Linked DNA regions of Triticum aestivum: all the other regions are linked to region 2. The links are chromatin contacts, called in public Hi-C maps. All regions are on one chromosome and are shown on one strand. Each heading gives the region's core, a stretch centred on a gene start, on an enhancer-like site or on the middle of the called end of the contact. The rest is flanking DNA. Distances are from core to core; before and after follow the strand shown.

What was found. Hi-C and Micro-C count contacts between places; a contact is called where the count stands out from the background.
Region 1: a Hi-C map of leaf shows a contact between it and region 2, with 3 times the contacts expected there. The contact joins the promoter of LOC123121718 here to the promoter of LOC123121713 in region 2. A contact is called at or near these places in 2 of 5 Hi-C or Micro-C datasets (both in leaf).
Region 3: a Hi-C map of leaf shows a contact between it and region 2, with 2.6 times the contacts expected there. The contact joins the promoter of LOC123121717 here to the promoter of LOC123121713 in region 2. A contact is called at or near these places in 2 of 5 Hi-C or Micro-C datasets (both in leaf).

What each region holds. Positions count from the first base shown.
Region 1 is chr5D:354,478,510-354,481,647 of IWGSC CS RefSeq v2.1, forward strand. It overlaps LOC123121718 (protein diaphanous homolog 1), which reads right to left and starts at 1,411. Exons shown (of 5, transcript XM_044541740.1): 1 at 938-1,411. The coding sequence starts at 1,163.
Region 2 is chr5D:353,983,863-353,987,202 of IWGSC CS RefSeq v2.1, forward strand. It overlaps LOC123121713 (thylakoidal processing peptidase 1, chloroplastic), which reads right to left and starts at 1,925. Exons shown (of 6, transcript XR_006459825.1): 1 at 798-1,925; 2 at 634-702; 3 at 455-542; 4 at 255-341.
Region 3 is chr5D:354,401,655-354,404,789 of IWGSC CS RefSeq v2.1, forward strand. LOC123121717 (junctophilin-4) reads right to left here and starts at 1,790. Exons shown (of 3, transcript XM_044541738.1): 1 at 759-1,790; 2 at 282-510; 3 at 1-184. The coding sequence starts at 1,606. The coding sequence ends at 20.

The DNA of each region.
Region 1 (3,138 bases), core at 161-2,660, 490 kb after region 2:
TAAGTATGGTAGGTATGTCAACAACATAACACACACCCGAGAACACTTCACGTAAACACTTAATAGCAAAATACAAGAACACTTGTAATTAATCCATAGCCTAACCAACACAACCATGCAATGCCAGTGATAAACGAAGCCAATGACATGTATGGCAAGCCTCCATTTAAATGAGCATCTTATACAGGCAGGGTAAGGTAAACGCAGCAGTCACGTCTGGAATCATCAGTACACACTACCACCAGCTTATGCAGTAGGCAATTCATAAATCCACGACCCCTGTTATCATGACAATTAAGTACTCTGGAAACAAATCACACATCTAACTTTGACAGAAACAAGGCAAGAATTCTACGCCCTGTGTGTTAGAAAACCCATGAAAGAGCAAATCATACAGGTACAGGCTGTATACAAAAGAAAAATACGGGAAACCAAGTGCCATGTCCAAGTGACCTCTAAGGCTCTAACCAGACATTTCCAGGAATAACTTTTACGTTGCATCAATCATAACAATTGCCTTCAAACCCCAGGACATAACAGCAAAACCTATATGAACTTGCAATTCAAACTATCTAAGTAAGGTTTCAACTGAACCCAGAATCTGAAATTCATTACAAGAAGAGAAATAGACAGCTAATCGTTCACCAACCAGAGACAGCCAATTGTCCCAGAGCACCAGCCGACCGAAGTTGAGTAGTAAAATCGTGCAAATCCTAGATCCAGGGCGGATGCATCGAAGCATCGAACAGCAGCCAGAGGTGATGAACTCGCAGTCGTCCCATCTAGTCGATCCGCCGTCTAAGTCCTAATCGACTGACTCGTCACTGCACCCACGCGCACGCGCAATAGTAGACCAACTAAACCAACGAATCACCAAACCCTTTTACTAGTAACCACGAGGAAGTAGAACTTAAGCGGCTGGAGGCGGAGAGCTCACCGGCGAGAACGTCGGGGTCGCTGGAAAGGTAACCCCCGGGGCGGGAGGGCAGGAGGAGGAACAGCGCCGGGACGAGGACCCCGACAGCGAGCGCGAGCACGAAGACGCACCGGAACGAGACGGAGCGGCCGACCGCGCCGCACCCCCACCCTCCTCCTCCTCCTCCTCCGCCGGCGATCGCGAGGCCTCCCGCGCCGCCGAGCTCGACATCGACGGGCTTCCCCATTCCGAGCGCATCTGACTCCGCCCCCACGACCCCCAGCTCCCCGCCGCCGCCGCCGCGACCACCCGCGGGCGCGCGCGGAGGCCGCTGGACGACTGGACGCGCCGCGCTTCTACCTCCCGCCGGCGAGACTGTCGGTTAAGTAGGGTTTTTTTCCTCAGCTCGTCTCCCCCCTTGGATTTATCCCCTTGTTTTGTGCTTGAGGTGGGTGCCAAGTATGCGGACGGATTTTGACGGGGAGCTTTCTCTTCCCTTTTTTTCCCTCTTTGCTTTGCTCAGTGCCCGAGCCATGTGCTATTTTTTGCCAGGATATGCATTCGTGTTAGGGTACGATATTTCTTTTTTGAGCTGTGAGTAGGAGTGTATTTTACTGCGGCTATTTTCGTTTGGGCATCGCCGTCAGTGACGCTGCCTAACGCTCTGGCTGCGAGGCCAAATCACACCTTGCTTTCCCAACCAACCGGGCATGTGAGGACATGTGGCGGGCTACCTCACTTGACATTTCTTTTCCTTGCTTGCCTCTCATCGCCTTCGTCACAGGTCACTCGTCAACTGGGACGCACACTTGTGCAGCAGCCACCGAGTGCGCTTTTGTTTAGTGACTGCACCGTCTTTGCGTGTTTTGTGCAGCGTCCGTGTCATTAGGTGGCCGCGATAGACTGGCTCTGGCTGGCCCCGGTCAGTTGGTTGGGGGGTTCACCAGAGAATTCCTACTCTTGTTTGTATTACACGTACCGCGTGATGTGGCGCAATGTGTGACAGGCGTAGTAAGCAAAAGTATCCCTTCCGTTCCACAATATAAATGTGTAAAGATTTTTTTTTTACATTTAGGCCTACTTTGGTTTGTAGAAATATTAGAGGATCCCTCGCATTTTTTTTACAGGATACAGCTTTTAATGAAAATTTTCTTTGAACTGCTTTAGTTTGTAGGAACGGATTCTTATATATTCCTATCATAGGAATCAGTCCTTCACGTTTCAAAGAAAAATATATATTGGATTAGCCTAGACTCAGCTCCATCCTCTGCAATCAAATGGCATCACTTTTTCTATAGAAACTAGTAGAACACCCCTGCGTTGCCACGAGCATTTTAAAAAATATGCTACTCGCTGAGCTAAAATAACCGAGAACAATGCACATCTCAGCTAGCGCCCATCTTTTTTTCTACAATCAGCTAGCACACATCATACTATCAAACAAAATAATATGTTATTGACAACCTAAAAAAATATTTTTAAAACCAACCAGTAGTTGAACGTTTGAAAAGTTAGGAGGGTTGTGGTATCCATCCATGTGTCAGTGCATTATTATCCGTATTTCTTTAACTTTTATAAGACATAGAACAATTTTCATTATTTTACGCTTTCTTAATTCAAATACAAACACATCATAGAAGAAATAAGACAACATCCCCTGTGACAAATTTATTTTTTATTGACAAATGAATTCCCTCCAATTGTTAAAAAGATGCCTATTTGGTTGACCTGGAAGGCAAAGGAGAATTTCATAACATGTATATTGTCCCTTGCTAGAAGGAAAAAAGATAACTGGTATACTTGCCTCAAAATCAGAATGGATGATAGAATTACATAGAGCGGTTTGTCCATATCGAAGATACAACTTCTGTAAGGAACTGTGTCAATGCATTCCCTAAGAAAATATAGCGTCTGATTTCAGGAAATGTAATAGCATACTAAATCGTATTTATGAATGCGTAGGAATCTGGATTCTTTAGAAGAAATGGCCAGAGCAAATGAGCACTGTCCAATGCAGGTTCTGCAGATTCTATTGTACACGTGTTTTCATACAAAATTTGTCGGGAACACGAAAACAAAATATGTTTGAGTAGGTAACACAATTTGTTTTAGAAGATGAATCGGAGGTACAAGAAAAGAATGAAAAAAATAGGTTTTATTTCTGTTACTCGCAAACTACAAGTACAATACTGAGAAGCTCCTAGTGAATCAAGCTTACAACA
Region 2 (3,340 bases), core at 675-3,174:
TATTTATATTCGCTCGTAGGTACAACAGTTGGTTAGAAAGATTTCTTCTTTAGACACTAACAGAAAAATCTTACTTGCATTAGTAAATATCCCCTAAACTAACTACAGGTCCCAGAATTCAGCTCAATTCAGCACAGCAACCGCAAAAAAAGCCTAAATGTTCAAAGATCATACAGTATAATGTACACAGCTCACAGCATACAAAATACGTAGTGGTAGAGACACTAGAGACTAGACACAGAGGATAAACATACCAATGGTTCCATCTCATAGTTGTGTGCCTCCAGCACAAATTCTTCATCTTGAAGTACCCCGTTGACCAGTAACTTGCCATCGCGCACCTATCAAAGAACCAAGCGAACAACTGTTATAGCTCGGCTCGAGCAAAGGATCAAACTTTTTGCAGCACAGCAATTACTGGTAGCAACGCAAAGAAACAAACACAAGGCACTACCATTGGGATAAAAGCTTACTTCGACGTAGTCCCCTCCCTTGGCCACAACCCTCTTGATGAACACATCACTGGAGCTGTAGCCCATATCCTGCCATAACATTGTACTCAAATTAGCATCAAATTCACTGGCAGTATGAATCATGGAAACACTGAATTGGAGAGACTGGAAATCATCATACCTGAAGAGCTGGGGGAGCACGGAAGATCACAATGTCCAAGATTTCCGGTTCCCGGAACACATATGACACCTGTGGATCACATTATTACAACAAATATCAAAAACCAAGTAGAGCGAGCAAAATGACAAACTAATCATCAGATAATCCTCCGTAAAATGTTTTACCTTCTCGGCGAGAATACGGTCCCCGACGTCGAAGGTCGGGTACATGGACTTGGACGGGATGGACCTCGGCTCGGCAAGGGAGGAGCTGTAGAGCAGCGGCACGGTCACGGCGGCGAAGGCCGTCTTGGCGTCGTCGGAGCACGAGCTCACCCACTTGGACAGCCAGTTGCTCCTGCTCATTGTGGCGCTAGCACCGATGTTCCGGGCAATTGCGCCAGAAGCAGAAGCAGAAGCTCCGGCGGTTGGAACACCGCTGAACGTCTTCCTGGAGGGACGGATCGAAGGCAGCGGTGGCGTGGGAGGAGGGGACGAGGGCGCCGAAGACGACGAGGGGGCAAGGTCGCTGCAGGGGAGCCACCTCGCGGTCTGCAAGAACGGGAGGAGGTGCGCCGGGTTGAACAGCCCGATCGAAATCGACGACGAGCCGGCCAGAGACGCGGCGCCGGAGATTCCAGCCGTCGACGACCCCGCCGTCGAACCCTGGGCGAGCACCGACAGCAACCCCACAGCGAGAGGCGGCGGCGGCTTGGAGGAAGAGTACGTCCTCGAAGGGAAAAGAGAGTGGCTTCCGGAGGCGGCAGCGGCGGTGGCGGCGAGGGCCTGGGGCTTGGGGTGGTTGTGGTCGTCGGCGGCGTCATGGCCGTCACCGCCGCTGGCCCGGAGGCGCTCGGGCTGGTGGCGAGAGGAGGTGAAGATGCAGAAGGGGCGCCAGGATCCCTCCTGGAGGAACCGGCACCCGGCGGAGGCGGAGGACCCGCAGCGGAGGCCGAGCGACGCGGCGAGGTTCTGCGCCACGTAGCCGGAGTAGGAGACGGTGATGCGGATCGCCATGGCGAGCAAGCAGAGGAGCCGTAGTGTTACCAAGAAGAGCTGGATTGGGCGGTCGGGGGAGAACGAGCAACGGGAGACGCGATCGGCTACTGATTGCAGACCATACCGGCGGGGTTCGACTGGCGGGGCGGCTGGGCGGGGGATGGCGAGGCCGCGGCGAGCCGGGGGAGAGGCCGGTGGATCGGGCGGCGCTGGGTCGGGGGAGGTGCGGCGGGGTCAGGCGGCGGCGGCGGGGGGGTTAGCTCCCGGCGAGTCGGCCTCGCCGGAGGGCGAGGTCAACGGGGGCGGTCAATGGGGTAGGCGGCGGTGTGGGTGTTGCGGGGGAGGGAAAGCGCGAAGCCGACGGGCGGGTGGTGTATATAGACGCGTGCGCGCTCACTGTTGACGGTGAGGTGGACATCCCCTGGCCCCAAGCATTTTTTAGAATTTTCCCGGTAATTACTATTGGAGATGGGTTCAACGACAGAGGAAAAGAGTGAGGAATGAGCAAACTTGGGGCATGTTCGGAGTCTCGCCACTCCGCACGACTCCGCTCCCGGAGTGGCCCGACCTTCAGTTGAAAACACGGGGTGGAGAAAAAGATGCTTCACAGATTCTCGTATTTCTCGAAGCGGTTGATTGCCGAACAGATCTTTATTACTAACTGAATCTTACTATATCGAAATTTTGGTTCTAATAACTCTAGGAAGGTACATTTCCACTATGCAAAACCGCGAGAAGAAATAATATGGATGTCTTTGCAATCGTGTATTGAGGTTTTTTACAAGATCGCATGGTCGAGAAACGTAAGAAAGCAAGAAAACACAATAATTTGATAGCAATGCAACTTAAAGCAGACAACTACAAAATATGAAAAGTGTAAATAGTTGATTCGAGTAACTCTTTAGAGTCATAATGCATATGAGCTTTTTTTTTACATCACTTTTTTGTAGGAAGTCTATGGAATGCATGGTCGAGAAACGTAAGAAAGCGAATGTATGTGAAGCAGACAACTGCAAAAATATGAAAAGTGTGAATAGTTGATTAGAGTAACTCTAGTAGAGCCGAACCATCATCATAATGTATATATGGAGTGGGCTCCACGTGCATACGAAGACCGTCAACGTGATGTGCAAGCTCAACGCCTTTGTATTCGTTGCATCCGTGTCATGGGACTCACTCGTCAATGAAACGTCAGTTTCCTTCGATCTCCCTTCGATTCCCACGTGAAATCCCCTTTGCGCCAAACAATCGGGTTGGATGACGTGCGCCTCAAAGGTTGGCTCCGAGGCGTAAATTTGAAGACTGAGAGGCCACATATAGAGGGCGCTTCATAAATTACGATGATTCTGACAGGCATGATGATTATGTTTTTGTGATTTTCTTTTTACCAAAAGCACATTAACAGTTATTATGACGATTTGTCAAGTATAAAGACTCTGTTTCCCATGTTTCCGGGTTTTTATAATTTTGCAAACCAAAAGGAAGCGCAGGGGAGAATGACGAAGATCGAGATCCTTTGGAAAAAAAAAACAAATCCTTTTTTTTTCTTTTAGAATCATCCGAACCCTCCCCCCGGTGGCCAGTTTGAAGCTGCCATGGCCCATGGAAAGGCGATGGCGACTCGAAAATTTAACGGAGCCAAATTAGACCAGACAGGGCAGGCCGCGACTGCTGCCTCCCACCGCCACCTCCCGCAGAACGCCACTGTACAAATGTATGTTTATCTGTAG
Region 3 (3,135 bases), core at 540-3,039, 420 kb after region 2:
TTTCTTGAACACACACGCTTCACACATAGGTATCGCAGAATTTGCCGTCCATCCTGTTCTGGACTGCCTTGATCGCCGCCACCCGGGCCGCCGTGGCTGCCCTGTTCGCGGCCATGACCACCTTGTGCACCTGCTCGTCGACTCTCGGCAGGTGGAAGGCGTTCTCCGCGGCCCGTTGTGCAGCCTGATCATCATCATACAATGAAACCATTAGAATTCCACAAGGAATTGCAGAGGCAGGGCTCCTGGGGAGCAATATGTCCAACCAAATCGATTTGTACCTGCACGGCACGCTCGACGGAAGGATCTGTTGGGGGCAGGGGGCTCTTGAGAGTCCCAAAGTCCCACTCCCCCGATCGCTTGTCGCCGTTCCGAAAAGTGTACATTCCGAACCCCTGCTTCTTGCCTTCATGCCAGGAGCCTTCGTAGCAATGGCCATTGGCAAAGCGGTAGACACCGAAGCCATGGATCTTGTCCCCAAAGTACTCCCCGGCATAGCGATCGCCATTTCTGAAACAAATTGCAACACAACGTTAGACATTAGCAACCAATGGATGAATTTCTCACCGATGTTGCTCAAATTATTACTACTGTGAATGAATGAAGATGTAAGGCTTGAATTATTACTGCTGTGAAGATATATATTACCAGTAAGGTTGTTGTTGGAGTTATTAATGAAGCAATCGAACAGTTGCTGGGATATGGAAACAACAGTGTGACCAAATCAAAGCATGGAATTTCGCTGGCAAGAGGCTCACCGGAAATGGTAGCTGCCGAGGCCGTGCTTGACGCCGCACTTGAACTCCCCTACATAGGAGCTCCCGTCGGAGCAGGTCTGCGCGCCGATGCCGTGGCTCTGGCCGCCGGCCCACTCGCCGGCGTAGCAGTCGCCGCTGTAGAAGCGGTAGACCCCGTGGCCGTGGCGGAGGCCCTGGCGGTACTGGCCGCGGTAGCGGCTGCCGCGCGCCCAGCTCTCGATGCCGTAGCCGTCGTACTTGCCGTCCACCCAGTCCCCCTCGTACTTGCCCTTGCCGAAGAAGTTGTAGACGCCGCTGCCGTTGCAGCGGCCCTTGTGGAACTCCCCCTCGTAGCAGTCCCCATTGCTGTAGAACTCGACGCCCTCCCGCACCACGCGGCCGTGCGCGGCGGTCCTGCTCTTGGTGTCGCGGGCGTGGTGCGGCCTGTCGTCCTCGTCGCCGATGAACCACTGCACGGAGCCGGACTGCGGGGAGCGGCGCATCCGCAGGCGGCCGCGGAGGAGGCGCGCGGCCGCGGCCGCCGCGGCGAGCGCGGCGGTGGCGGCGGCCGCGAGGAGGAGGAGGTGGCGGTCGTCGCGGAGGAGGAGCAGGAGGAGGAGCAGGGCGAGGGGGAGCGCGAGGATGAGGGCCGGGTGGGGCGGGCCGCCGGGGCGGAGGCCGTGCGGGTGCAGCGCCTTGCCCTGCGCCGGCGCCTGCGACTTCTTGTCGTCGGGCTCGGGGTCCTCGACCAGGACCGCCTGGAAGGAGGAGCAGTTGCGCACAGTCGAGGAGCGCAGCAGCGAGGAGGGCGTTCGCGTGAGCTTGCCCGCGCCTCCTATGCCGGAGCCGCCGGCCCCGTGGCCGTCCATTGCTCGCCGCCGCCGCTCCCCGCCGCTGTCCCGTTCCTCAATTTCGGACGGATCTTCTTCTTCCTCGGTCGCCGGTGTGGGAGCCCCTGGGGCCGCGAACGCAGATCGGAGGGGAGGGGGGAGCAGAGAGGGAGAGGGAGCAGAGGGGGGAGTGGGTGGAGCGGAGAGAAGAGAGGAGAGGAGGGGAGGGGAGGCGGGCTGAGGGGTCTCTTATAACTACCGGGGGGAGGTGACCAGCTCGGGCGGGCGGGCGGGCGCCGACCTCCTCCGACCCGCGGATCCTCCTCCGAACTCCTGCTGCCCCACGGCCCGGCCCGGTGGGGCGGGCACACTGCCATGTGGGGCGCCCTCCCTTGGTGGCGCCCGGGGTCAGTGGGTCGTTGACGGATCCCGCGGGATCGCGACCCGGGTGTTTCGCGGGGCGGAGGGAGAGAAGACAGGGTCTGTACTCCCGGTGTTTGATTGGTCCTGCGCGCGGAGGGCTGGGGCCGTACTACCCGGCTGGGATCAAACCGGGCCGGACCCGACCGGGGAGCGCTTTGGGCGTGAGTGTGGGCGGGGCCCGCCGGTTTCGGATCTGAATCCCTGGGGAAGGAGTAGTAGCGTAGGGTGCGGTGCGCTGAGGCGAGTGCGTCCAAGGCTTGGCATGTGCGGGCGCGGGCGAGCGAGGGGGAGCTTTCCGGTGGACGGACGGGGCGAGGAGAGAACGGTGGTCGAGGCCGCGCCGCGGCGACGGGGCCAAAAACGAACTGGACTGGCGCGCGATACGGCTCTGTGGCCGTGTGCGGCACGGCGTGCCCAGCTTGGAAACGGCTGGGGGTTCCTGGCAACGCGTGCCCTGGCCGCCTTGCCCCTTTTTGACCGCTGGACTTTTGGGGTTAAAAAAACCGTCGCGTCCTGATGTTTTCTCGGTCGAGCTCTCGCTTTTTCGCTGTCTTTTTAGCGGCCGCTTTCTTCTCTGTTGTATACTCCATATGGGAGTGAAACGACTGGTCTTTCGAGTAATGTATACGCTCGTGGAGTACAGATGGATGGCGGCTTTGGGAGGAAAATAGGACGGTGGTAAAGAGCGCTCGCCAACTTTTAGATTTGCGTATTTAGACAAATCTAAGACAAGAATTTTAAGACGGAGGGAGTAGTATTTACTTGATTTTTTTTCTGGATTTTTTAAAAAATATTATTTTTTTGAACAAAATTTTGAATCTGAATAGCTAAATAGCCAATACCTCTAGTCCATTTGCCCAAATGGGCTCAAACTATCCCCGAGTGCTACTGGAAACATGTAGGATTTAGTGGAATTTTTCTGAATTTTTTTAAAATATTTAATTTTGAACAAAATTTTGAATATGCTCAACTAAATAGCCATTTTCTCATAGTCCATCTGGCCAAATATGCTCCCACTTTCCTAGAATACTACTGGAAACATATAGTATTTACTGTATTTTTCCAGAATTTTTGAAAAATATTTAATTTTGAATATGCTTGGCTAATTGGCCATTATCTCCTAGTCCATTTGTCCAAATGTGCTC